Linked DNA regions of Canis lupus: region 2 is linked to region 1. A link is a contact called in public Hi-C data. All regions are on one chromosome and are shown on one strand. Each heading gives the region's core, a stretch centred on a gene start, on an enhancer-like site or on the middle of the called end of the contact. The rest is flanking DNA. Distances are from core to core; before and after follow the strand shown. Region 1 has its middle 9.3 kb from the start of SEPTIN9. Region 2 holds the start of MGAT5B (alpha-1,6-mannosylglycoprotein 6-beta-N-acetylglucosaminyltransferase B).

Region 1 (5,692 bases), core at 1,454-3,953:
TGAAAGCTTTCAGCAATTCTGTGTTAGAACATTATTTTTTGGATCATTCCTTCTATTTTCTTCTGAAGCCGCTGTGAGACATATTCTGGAACTTCTTGATCCACTCTCTGCATTTCTTACCTGTAACTTCTTGTCCTTATCTGCTTCATTTGTTTATTTCTGGGCCACATCCTCAGTGATACCTGCCAACTCCCTCATTCCTCAGTGTGTCCAACAACACCTATTCTATCTGTCGAGCATTAACGTTCAACAATCATGCTTCTCACTTTCAGTTTTGCCAGTTGATTCTTTTTTTTTTATTTATTTTATTTTTATTTTTATTTTTATTTTTTTTGCCAGTTGATTCTTTATCATGGCCGTTCAGTTTTGTTTCATTCAAGTTGGTTTTGCTTTCATCATTTTAAAATTTTCTATGATGTTCCTAAACACTTTTATTTGAAAATAATTTTCAGGGGTGCCTAGCTGGCTCAGTCGGTTAAGCATCTGATTTGATTTCCACTTAGGTCATGATCTCGGGGTCACTGGGCTCCTTGCTGAGCGTAGAGTCTGCATGTGATTCTCTCCCTCTCCCTGTGCTCCCCCCCCACTCACATGCCCTCACCTTCTCAATCAACCAATCAATAAAATGTGTGAAAATCATTTTCAGATTTCTCTATTATTTCCACATCACCAGGAACTATTTCGGATCTCCATGGTTGATTTTTTTTTTTAAAGATTTATTTATTTATTCAGAGAGAGAGAAAGGCAGAGACACAGGCAGAGGGAGAAGCAGGCTCCATGCAGAAGCCTGATGTGGGACTCGATCCCGGGTCTCCAGGATCACACCCCAGGCTGCAGGAGGCGCCAAACCGCTGCGCCACCGGGGCTGCCCTCCATGGTTGATCTTGATTGTCTTTATCGGCATTAGCTTTGCCCAGGTTTTGGGGATCAGGTTTGTAGGTTCGTCTTGAGTTGATGTTTCTGTCTCCCCAGTCTCTCCCCCTGTCCGTCTACCCTGATTGTCCAGCTGCCTCCACCTGGCTTCCTGGGGGACCCAATGTGGAACAACGAAGCCATTTGTTGCTGGCTCGGAGTGTCCATCTCCTGGGGGGATGTTGGGCACCCATCTGCTGAGCCCCCTGGGTCCCATGGCTCAGAAACTATGGTTGGTCTCTTCCCCTTCTCCAGGCACGTGGCTGGGAGCCCTGCCCTGGCCCTCGCACAGCACAACTCCAGCCCGCACCTCCTTTCGGTGCCTGTTACATGGAGACAGGGATCTGAATTTTTCTTCCAGATTATGTCTTTTAAGTTTCTCTTTTTATAGTTTATCTGCCTTTGCTATATGAGACGACTTGGAAAATGAACTTAAAGTGCCATCTATTTTTTTAAGCTTGAAATATTTCCTTTTATTATAAATCCATTAAAAATAGAAAACCAGTATAAATTTTCAGTTTCCTGGAATGTAATAGGTTTGAAGGTTAACTTTTAAAAATGAAACCTCATCAAGCTGACCCAAATGTGAGCTCAGCTACACTTTTTTTTTTCTCCTCCATAGTGGCAAGCCTCTGCCAGCTGCATGCAGGCAATGGGTAATAAATTAGCAATCCCATTTAAAAATTGGAGGGAATAATATCTCCTTGAAAGATAGATGGTGTAAGTTTCTATTAGAAGCCTCTTTGCTCATTGAACTTAATTTTTTTTATAAACTATTTTATTGAATTACTGTATGACACGGCAAAGGGCACACATCCTCAGTGGGCCACGTGACGAGCTTCTGCACATGGACGTACCAGGGTGGCCTCCATCCAGTCCTGAGCAAGCCTGTGGCCTTGGGGAGGTCATGATCCCCATTCCATGGGTAAGGAAGTGAAAGAGCAGAGAGGTTAAGTGCTTTTTCCAAGGTTCCCAGCTAGGAAGAGACATGACGGGGACGACTCAGCCAGGCCTCACGGTCCCACGTCCAGGGAATAGCTCTGAGAGGCCCATGCCATTGCCGGTGGCCGGCGGGGAGGGGACGGTGGGTGGGTGGTGGCATTTACACAGGAAAGGAAAATTTCAGAAGAAAGACCAGTCTTTGAACATCTTAGGCTCTTATAAAAGAAGAAAAGCAAACACAAACAAAACCAAGAAACTCACCTCTTGGCATTGTTCTCTTTTGTCTCATTTTGCTTCTAACTGGTGGACTTGTCATGGGCCAGCCCCAGGCCCCAGCCTGGTGTCTGGGAACCCCAACTGGGGGACGGTCACAGCTCCTCTCCAGGACTACCAGCCTGGGTCCGGGGACCGAGGCCAGAGTTTCCAGATTTAGCAAGTAAAAATACAGAATGCCCAGTTACATGCTAATTTCAGATAAACAATAATTTTTTAAAGTATATGTTTATGTCTTAAATACTATGTGGGACATCTCATACTGCAAAAATTATTTGCTGCTTACCTGAAGTTCAAGTCTAACTGGGCATTCTGTGTTTGGTCCTGCAACTTCGCCGAGGGCTGAGCGGAGTGTGCCCAGAGAGCGAGAGGGTGCCTCCCCACCCTGTGACCCACGGCACCTGCAGCCCCAGCCCCTGGCAGGCCCCGTATTTATTTATGCTTTTAATGAAAGCAAATTTTAAGATTCACTTTCTCTGGAGAACTGTAACATGATGGCCCTTAGGGGAAGTGGAGACACCTGGTTTTTCTCAGCCTGGCGCGTCCGGCGTGGGGCTCCGGTTCCAGCCGGCCGACCCCACAGGCCGCCTTGCACTCCGGTGGCGGAAGTGTACGGAGCGCCTCTGCACCGGGCACTGTGGCGGGGTGGGGGGGCCACCTCCACTCTCACTCACCCTCCGCCTGGTGATGTGGGAGCACTGCATACAGTCCCCCAACCGCACAACAGCCCAGGGCAGCTGAGGAAACTGAGGCACAGATATTTAGGATCATGCAGAAGCTCCATTGGGCTGATACCTAACGGCTCTGGGGTGTTAACCCAGACCTCCGGTCTCCCTCCACCAGACCAATGGTTCAGGCCCAGGGAGTGCTCTGGAAACCTCCACAGCCAGACCTCCTGATGGAATGTGACTGGGGGGGGGGGGCTGTTGGGGAGCTCTGAAAGCTCCTTTGGAGGTGCCAGTGGACAGAGACGAATCTGGCTTCTCCCCACAAAGAAAGTCAGAGGAAGCTCCCCGTGGGAAGAGAAGCCCCAGGAGGAGGGGGTGGGGGAGGAGGAGGAGGAGGGAGAGGAGGGGGGAGGAGGAGGAGGGAGGAAGGGGAGGGGAGGAAGGGGAGGAGGAGGGGAGGAGGAAGGGAGGAGGAGGGGGGGAGCTCCCATGGTTCCCAGGCTGGAGGGTCTGCTGGGAGCACAGGGTGGCCTGAGCAGAGGCGGGGAGGTGGGATGGACTCCCGGGGAGTCAGAGGGCTGAGCTGTAGTAGGGGCCTTGCCTTGGGCTTTCCGATCCGTGTGGCTGGGGATTCCCAGCTACCCCTGAGCGAAAAGCACGGGTGCAGCGTCAGTGAGGATGCCAGCCCCGGGTTTTCCCATCAGAAAGCTCCTGCAGGAGGGCAGCGGAGGGGAGAGGAAGAGTGGGCAAGGCCGGCTGGGAAGAGGCAAGGGCAAAGGAGAGCCGGCCCAGGGTCCGAGGAGCCTTCATTTGCAGCTGATGTTGGAGCCGAGCCCACTTCCCGCCACCACGACCTCCCGCCTCCTACAAGCGCCCTTTCCCAGAGAGTGTCCCATGGAACCGCAGGGACCTGTAACGAAGAGTTCTGGTGTCGTGGGTTTGGGGAAGGCTGTGTACTCTAACTCTTGTTGGAGACTCACAGCATCCACAAGCATGTTAAAGGCTCCGAGAAGTCCTACAGCAAGATGCTGCCCAGTTAGTATGGTTTGATGTAAGTGGGGACACTTTGTGACCTCAGAGCCCTTCTCTGTATGATGAGGAAACCTATGATCATCTGGGAATGCGTCCCGGAGACAGGCAGTGGCCACTCCTGGGCGCGTTGAAAACGGTTCCCTAAGGAGGTGGGGGATGTGGATCGCTTGGATCCGTGGTGTCCAGGAGAATCTTCCAGAAGGGCCACCACTTCCTCAGGCTGCTGCGGAGGGAGGGAAGCGCTGTCTGGGAGGAAGCACTCAGCATGAGTCCAGGACGGATCTCCCCCCAACGGAGGCCCCGCTACCATTTGAGGCCTGACCTGGAAGAAATCCAATAAAATCAATTAAATGCAAATTTTAAGATGCAGATTCTCAGGATCTGGGGGCCCAGCCCTGCTTGTCGGGGTGCGGAGGAGAATCCTAGCAGGTGAGCCCCTGAAACCTTGGGCCCCATGGCCCGTATTCTGGATAATGGTCTCACGGGAAAGCCACCCACTGAAATGATGCTTAACCACCCTTTGAAAGTCGGCAGGCCACGCTGCCCCAAGGTGGGGGAAAAACCTCGCTTTAGGTCCTAATAACAAGGAGTTTGATTGTAAACGATCTGAAGGTCAAAGTATACCAATGTCGACCTCAAAAAAGTGTCTATGCACACAAATAATCCATTGATATGAGTCCATATGTGTATACGCAGCATGGATCGCTGTTTTTTTCAGATCATGAGAGCGATACATGTTGACCATGGAAAACACAGAAAAGTACAAAGAAAGCATGTCACCCGCAATCCCACGACGGGCGGGCACAGCCTGTGGCCTCTGGTGCCACCTGCCCTGTATTTTAACGTGTTTCTTTTACTACATGCATCATGTGTCTGTTTTCTAGACAAGATCTCCGTGCACATACGGACCTTGCAGCCTTCTTTCTGTTTTTAAGTAAATTCTATAAGGGGGCTCGAACTCACGACCCTGAGATCCAGAGTCGCACGCTCCGCCGACAGAGCCAGCCTGCCACCTTCATTCTTTAAAAATAACCTCTTGTGGTGAAAATCACATAAAATAAAAATAACCATTTACGGCGAGCACATCAGTGGCATGTAGCACATTCACGGCGTGTACCGTGTCTCGTTCTGAAACTTTTCTGGACTCTTCCTTTGGCACTTGCCAGAGCTATGTGAACTCTTCCACCAAACAAGGGGGCTGGTACTTCTTGAACTCTAAAGCTGTCACTGGGCACTTGCTTTAGTGCCCTGCACCCGTTGTCGGTGGGTCTGTCCGCCCAGAGGGAGGGATGGACAGCCAAGACCCGCCTCTGACGCTCAAGCACGGAGGCCACGGCCCAGCTGATGGCTCCCCTTGGATGCTTGGAAGCCCCCCACGCCACGCGCCCCAAGCCCAGCGTGTCCTCTGTCCTCTGTCCTCTCTCCCAGCCATCCCTGAGGCAGCCCATCCCCAGGCCCAGTGACTTTACCTCCAGGGCTCTGCAATTTCTCTCTCTGCGTCTCTCCGTCCCCCCCGCTGGCCACCCATCCTCATCCCCACCCAGAGCACTGACTTAGGCTCCTGCTGGACTCTGGCCCCCTCTTGCCACTTGCAGTCCACCCAGAGCTGCCATTTCAGAGTGCCAGTCTGCTCATGCCAACCCACTCCTCCCTCCTGGAACCTTTCCATGACCTCCCATTCTTAGGACAAAAGTCCAAGTCTTCAATGTGCCTGTAAGGCCTGCCTCCTCCACCATCTCTCCAGCTTCTCTGGGTTCAAGCCTCCTGCGTCCTCCTCCAGTTCCTTGCAGGGACCACAAGGCCTCCCACCACAGGGCCTCTGTACAAGCTATTCTCTGCCTGTGGTCTCCTTCCCCTCATTTCTC
Region 2 (5,592 bases), core at 240-2,739, 300 kb before region 1:
TCCTACTCCCCATTTTTGGACAGAGGCCCTCCAGCCTGGTCAGGGCCTCCTGCTGCTCTGGGCTTCTCAGCCTCCGGGCAGGCCTTGGGCTGAGAGCCAGGAAGTGCCACATTCAGAGTGCCCAAGCTGCTGCAGTCTGTGCCCTGATGCCCAAATGGGCTGGCCCATGGTTCTGTTTGTAGCCTCTGAGAGAGAAAAAGAGTGGAGAGGGGATGTTTCTGGAATCTGGTATGACCTGTCGCATCATTCCTTGGATGTGCCCCCCAGCAACATGCCCCCAATTCCTGCTCCCCTGATCTCTTCTAGCTTGCTTAGGGTGACTCTGGTTCCTTCTCAGAAGGCCATGGGTATTATTCTAGAACAGTGGTTCCCCATCCCAGCCGGTTATGTTGGCATCCCACCTGAGTGACATGGGTATCTGTTCATTCCTCGAGGGCTGCTTCTGGAGCACCGCTTCCTGGCATTTCTGTCTTGCTCTTGCGTATCCTAGCGTATTCCCACAGCCAGAAACAGCCTCAGGCAGTGTTGCCTGTATCATCAGTAATCTGCCTTTTGGCCTGCAGAGGTGGATGCCCAGAGAAAGGGTGGCATCCGCTGCAGGTAGACGGTAACAGGAAAAATTATAACTGCCGCACCGTGAGGGCTCATAGGCACCAGGCAGTGGGCTGCTTATGTGCATCAACAGGCTCATCTTCACGTCCTCCTGGGAGACAGGCTCTAAGGGCCGGATTGACTGCCAAGGAAACTGAGGCACAAAGAGAGCGTATCCGAGGTTGCAGGACTATGGATTCAGAAACTTCCTCCTCATGTCTACAACAGACAGCAAACAGGACCACTTACGCGGATCTCTCCTGTAGACGAGAGGTCGCCAAGAGGGCGACAGTCTGAGAGGAGGCGGCTGGGTGGTCTGGCTCGGAGAGAATCTTCCACTGTCTGTGCCACGCGTCCCTGCCTGGCCACAGCCTGCTCATCAAATGGCAGGGGGCACTTTCCCCTGCCAACCTCAAAGCCCACGTGCTAGAGGGCAAGGCCCAGAGGGGATGCAGGAGACCCACTCCTACCTTCTGAGCCAAACCAGACAGCGCTGGGTCTCTCTTCCCCTTTGGCCTGAAGTACCAAAAGCACAAATGCCCCGAGCTTATGGGGGGGACACACAATGGGAAGGACCACTTCATTCCCAAGTGTAGATAGATAAGGCTTTCACCTCCACATCAGGGCTTATATTAGTGTCCGGGTGTGTGGGCCTGGTCGAGACCCCTGCCCTCGCAGAGCTCTGGGGCCAGCCTGCCACGGTGCCTTTTCCCACCACCATTCGTCACTCCTCTGCACAGAGGCACAGTCAGCATGTCCTTGTTCAATGCAAATTTGTTACCTAGCCGGAGTAACGCATTAATCCGCCAACACCAATTCATCATCGGTTTTCACATTAGCAGAGAGCAAGGCGAGATAATGGAACACAGGACAGGTGAATTTTGATGAAGAAGGAGCAAGAAAAGCAGAAGCATGAGTCACCGCTGGTGAGAAATGGCTCAGCCTTGGGGCTGGGAGGTAGGGTAGCAGAGGGGATGCGGGTGAGGGCCCCAGGCGGGACAGGACCTGGGCCGAGTGGCTGAAGACAAAGGTTTTCTCCTCTTCAAAGCCAGGCTGCAGAATCACTGCCAGGGGTGGAAAGATCCTCGGGGTCATCCCTGTCCTTATACACATGGCCTGAAGCCTGGGCCTCTTCCTAGCAAGCTGCTTCCATGTCTGTGTTGGTCAATGTCGGGTCCAGCAGGTGCTGTTTCTGTCCAAGTGCTCTTTTGGGTCTGGCTCAGGTGGCTGCCCTGGCTTGGTGCGTGGGGAGGAGCCGCTGACCGCCTCCCTCCGCAGTGGCAGACACATGTCCAAAGTCAAGAAGAGGAGGGGGTTGGGGAAAGGGGCGTGTAAATGCTTTGGCCTAGCCTTAGCCAGCTTCAGGTCACTCTCATTTCACAGTGGAGAAATCGAGGCTCTGGAGTGTCCCCCACTTGCAGGTGTCAGTCACTGGTTAATGGAGGATCTGAGACTGGGACCTCGATCCACACCGCGTGCCCAAGCTTCTGGGCTCAGTGGGATCTGAGACTGGGACCTCGGTCCACACCGGGCGCCCAGACTTCTGGGCTCAGTGGGATCTGAGACTGGGACCTCGATCCACACCGCGTGCCCAAGCTTCTGGGCTCAGTGGGATCTGAGACTGGAACCTCGGTCCACACGGCGCGCCCAGGCTTCTGGGCTCAGCTGAACAGCCCCGTCTCAAGAGGCGGAGTTGGAACTCCGCTCAGCCAAGGGGAGCCCCAGAGGGCCACAGGAAGGGTGAGGGCTGCAGGGCGACATCAGAGCTCCCACGGGGGAGAGGGGGCGAGGGGGGGCGGCCAGGGGAAGGGGCGTCTTGGCCCAGCGCCCCCCCTTGCCGTGGCCCTCGGCCCCGGGGGGGTCCGGGGCTGGGGGGAGGCGCAGGGACCCCGCCCCCGCGCACCGGGCCGGGAGCGCGCGCTGCGGGGCCGCAGCCGCAAGGTGGCGCCGGCGCCACGAGGAAGCGCCGCGGCCGCTCCCGGGCCGCCCCAGCCGCCGCTCGGCCGCCTCCTCCGAGGAACAATGCGGCGCCTCCCGGCGTAGCGCGGCGCGGGGCCGGACGCCCACCTCCCTCCCTCCCTCCCTCCCGCCTCCCGAGCGCGGGCCGCCGGGCGAGCGGGCGGCAGAGCGGCGCGGGGCCCTCGCCGAGAGCCATGGGCGCGGCGCGCTGCGGGGCCGGGGAGCGGCGCGGCCCGGAGGCGCGGGGGGCCGGGGCGCGGGCGCGGGCGCGGGGCCGCCTGTAGCCGGCACCGAGGGCGCGGGCCGGGGATGAGGGCGCCCGCGGCGGGGAGCCCGTCTGCGCGCCGCGGCGCCGTCCCGCCCAGCGAGCGAGCCCCAGCAGGCAGACGCGCGGCCGGCGGTCGGGGGGCGCGCCGCCCCCGGGCCCCAGGGAGGTGAGGCGGGAGGGCGGACACGCAGAGACGGCCGCCCGCGCCCTCGCCCCCGCCCCCCGCAGCCGCGCCGCTCCTCCTCCCCGCCCGCCCAGGCCGCCCGGACCCGCGCCCCCCGCCCCGCCCCGCCCCGCCCCGCCCCGCCCCGCCGGCCCCGGCCTCGGCCTCGGCCCGCAGCGGGTTCGCGGCTCCCACGCGGCGGGAGCGGGGCCCGGGACGGTGCGTCCGGCCTCGCCCGCGGCCCGCCGCCCAGACAAGTTTGCACGATGATCACAGTCAACCCGGATGGGAAGATAATGGTCAGAAGATGCCTGGTCACCCTGAGACCCTTTCGGTAAAGTTCCCTCCCCGTCGGCGCGGGCAGGTCCTTTCCTCCGAGGGGGCGCGGGGTAGGTAGGGGCGGGCGAGGTCACCCCCACCCCCCAGGTGCCTGTCCCGGTGGCCGAGGGGGCGGTTCGCGTTCGACCCTTGTGATGGCCGGTGGGGCCGCGGGAGGGACGGAGCCAAGGTTCGGGTTCGGGGTGCGTGTGCGCGCGCGAGCAGCCCAGACACGTCCCGAGTTGGTCTAGCGGGGAGAGGACTCGGGATGCGAGGGTGGGAAGGGGGACAGAGGCACCCAGGCTGTGATCCTGAGCCCGGGAAGTCGCCTCGGCCAGGGCGCCCCTTTCCTGCCCCTCGGGGGCCTCCCCACTTTGCAGACGCCCCACCCCCGGGGCGAAGTTAGGGCGCCGAGCAGGGCGGCACCCCCACCGGCCGCCGCGAGCCCTGGGTTGAGTCCTGCACCCGCGCCGCCCCGTTGCCCCCGCCCTCTGCTCGCACCCCCTCCTCCCCACGGGGTGCGGGCCTGGCTCCAAGGGAAGGTCCCGAGATTGGAGCAAAGATCACCCCCCCCCCCCCCCCGCCTGCCCCTCGGCTGGGAATTGGACCCTCGGTGCAGGCCGTGCGGAGTTGGTGGCCCGGGAGGCGCTGTGGAGCACAGGGCAGCAGAGCCGGGACCTCCGGGAACCTTGGGGCAGGATGAAAGTGAGGACCGACTCCGGCACCCCAACCTCCGGCGGCCAAGGCCAGGCAGGGCTGGGGCCAGGCAGGGCTGGCTTGTCCGCTGACCCCAGTCCAGGGACCCCCAGAGCCCAGTGGGACCGGGGCAGCTCCCTCCTCTCCCTGGAGCCCGCCAAGCCCTCCTGCTGCCCCGGTCCGGGAGGAGATGCTAAGTGATGTGTGCCTGGCAGGGTGCTGGGCAGCAGGCAGAGGGCACCCAGGGAGGGGCGGGGGTCGCACTCCGGATGCGGCCACAGGTGGGGTGTGGATGCCACTGTGCTCCGCTTGAGAAGGAACTGGGCAGACAGAGGCCCCCCCCAAAGGCTTGGGCTGCCAGAGGGAGCAGGTGTTGAGCCACTGCCCCTGCCAGGCCCTGGCTGATCCCCCTCCCAGCCCCTGACCAGGAGACCCTGGTGTCTCCGGGCCTCCCAGCACCTCCTCGGTGAGCCTGCCTGCTGTGTGGAGCTGAGGAGACCGCTTTCCCGACGGCAGGGCTCAGGATGGACCACCGCCTCCGGAGGACGTGGGAAGGGAGGATCGTAGAGCTGGCGGTGCCAAGAGTAGGGCCTTGGGCAGGCGACAGGGAGGTGGCTGGAGCCCCGACAGAGGGTTCCCATGGGAAGCAGGTGGGGAAGCAGGGGGGTAAGCAGGCGTCTCTGGAAAAGGCCTTACTCCTCCAGGGAAATCCTCGAATCCCTGGCTGATGCTGACCGGTCAGAGGGTCCCCTTCCCGTGTCGAGCCCGCCGTCCACGTCAGGGGAGGACCAGCCAACTGACCGAGCTGTGGCTGGACATTTTCTGGTGCAATTGGAGGCGGCGGGAGCCAGCACCACGGACAGCGCCCGCTCCCCGCGCTGCGTCCCTCTGGGGTCCTGGTTCTTTCAGGCTCTTATCTGAAGGCGGGATTCTGAGGTGGGATTGCATAGGTTCCCCTGCCCTCAAGTTGTGTATCTTCACCTAGGGTCTCCCTAGGCTGCCCAGAGACCCACAGCCACCAGTGGAGTCTTTGTGTCCCCTTCAGATGGAGGGGGGCTGGCCTCCAACCACAGCACCTCTACTTGTTAGTTTTTAACTAACAGGGGGCCCTGTTCCTTCTCTTTTCCCAGAGCCTCTGGCAGGACCCTTATTCTGTAGTTGCTCCTGGAATGTTGCCTCAATAGATACATGGGGGACGGAACCATTTTAACTCGAATCTGCTCTAAATGGCCCTAGGATTGACGTCTGGCAGAGAAGTTTGTCGATGATGTGTGTTGAGGACTTCAGATTCTGGCCTAAAAGTATAGATCCCTTTCTCATAACAGGTGTTCGGACCCTGCGGCCCAGGCCTCTAGCTCTAAATATGATTCCATAGCTGCAGAGGAGGTTTGGGGACGTGAGGGACAATAAATTTGAGGCTTCTGTCCTTGTCGTCAAGCTGGGAGGACAAAGAGCTGATTCCCTCAGGATCTTCCTGGGTGTGCAACCACCGGCCTCCTCCACCGTTTCTCTGGCTGCTGTCCTTAGACCAGCCTAGCTTCATCTTGGGATCCCAGGGCCCCAGCCCCGAGCTTGGTGGAATTCAGTGAGAGGTCCC

The links. Hi-C and Micro-C count contacts between places; a contact is called where the count stands out from the background.
Region 2: a Hi-C map of skin fibroblasts shows a contact between it and region 1, with 4 times the contacts expected there. The contact joins the promoter of MGAT5B here to the enhancer-like site in region 1. A contact is called at or near these places in 2 of 9 Hi-C or Micro-C datasets (blood and skin fibroblasts).

The regions. Positions count from the first base shown.
Region 1 is chr9:4,552,717-4,558,408 of UU_Cfam_GSD_1.0, reverse strand. No RefSeq gene overlaps it. Among named protein-coding and RNA genes, the nearest start is that of SEPTIN9, 9.3 kb to the right of the region's middle. Within about 2 kb of position 2,703, at least 2 of the 20 cell types and tissues checked have an H3K27ac peak or open chromatin away from gene starts, as enhancers often do. A contact at or near this core is called in blood, where this site is marked.
Region 2 is chr9:4,852,747-4,858,338 of UU_Cfam_GSD_1.0, reverse strand. It overlaps MGAT5B (alpha-1,6-mannosylglycoprotein 6-beta-N-acetylglucosaminyltransferase B), which reads left to right and starts at 1,489. Exons shown (of 18, transcript XM_038546505.1): 1 at 1,489-1,517. The coding sequence starts at 1,504.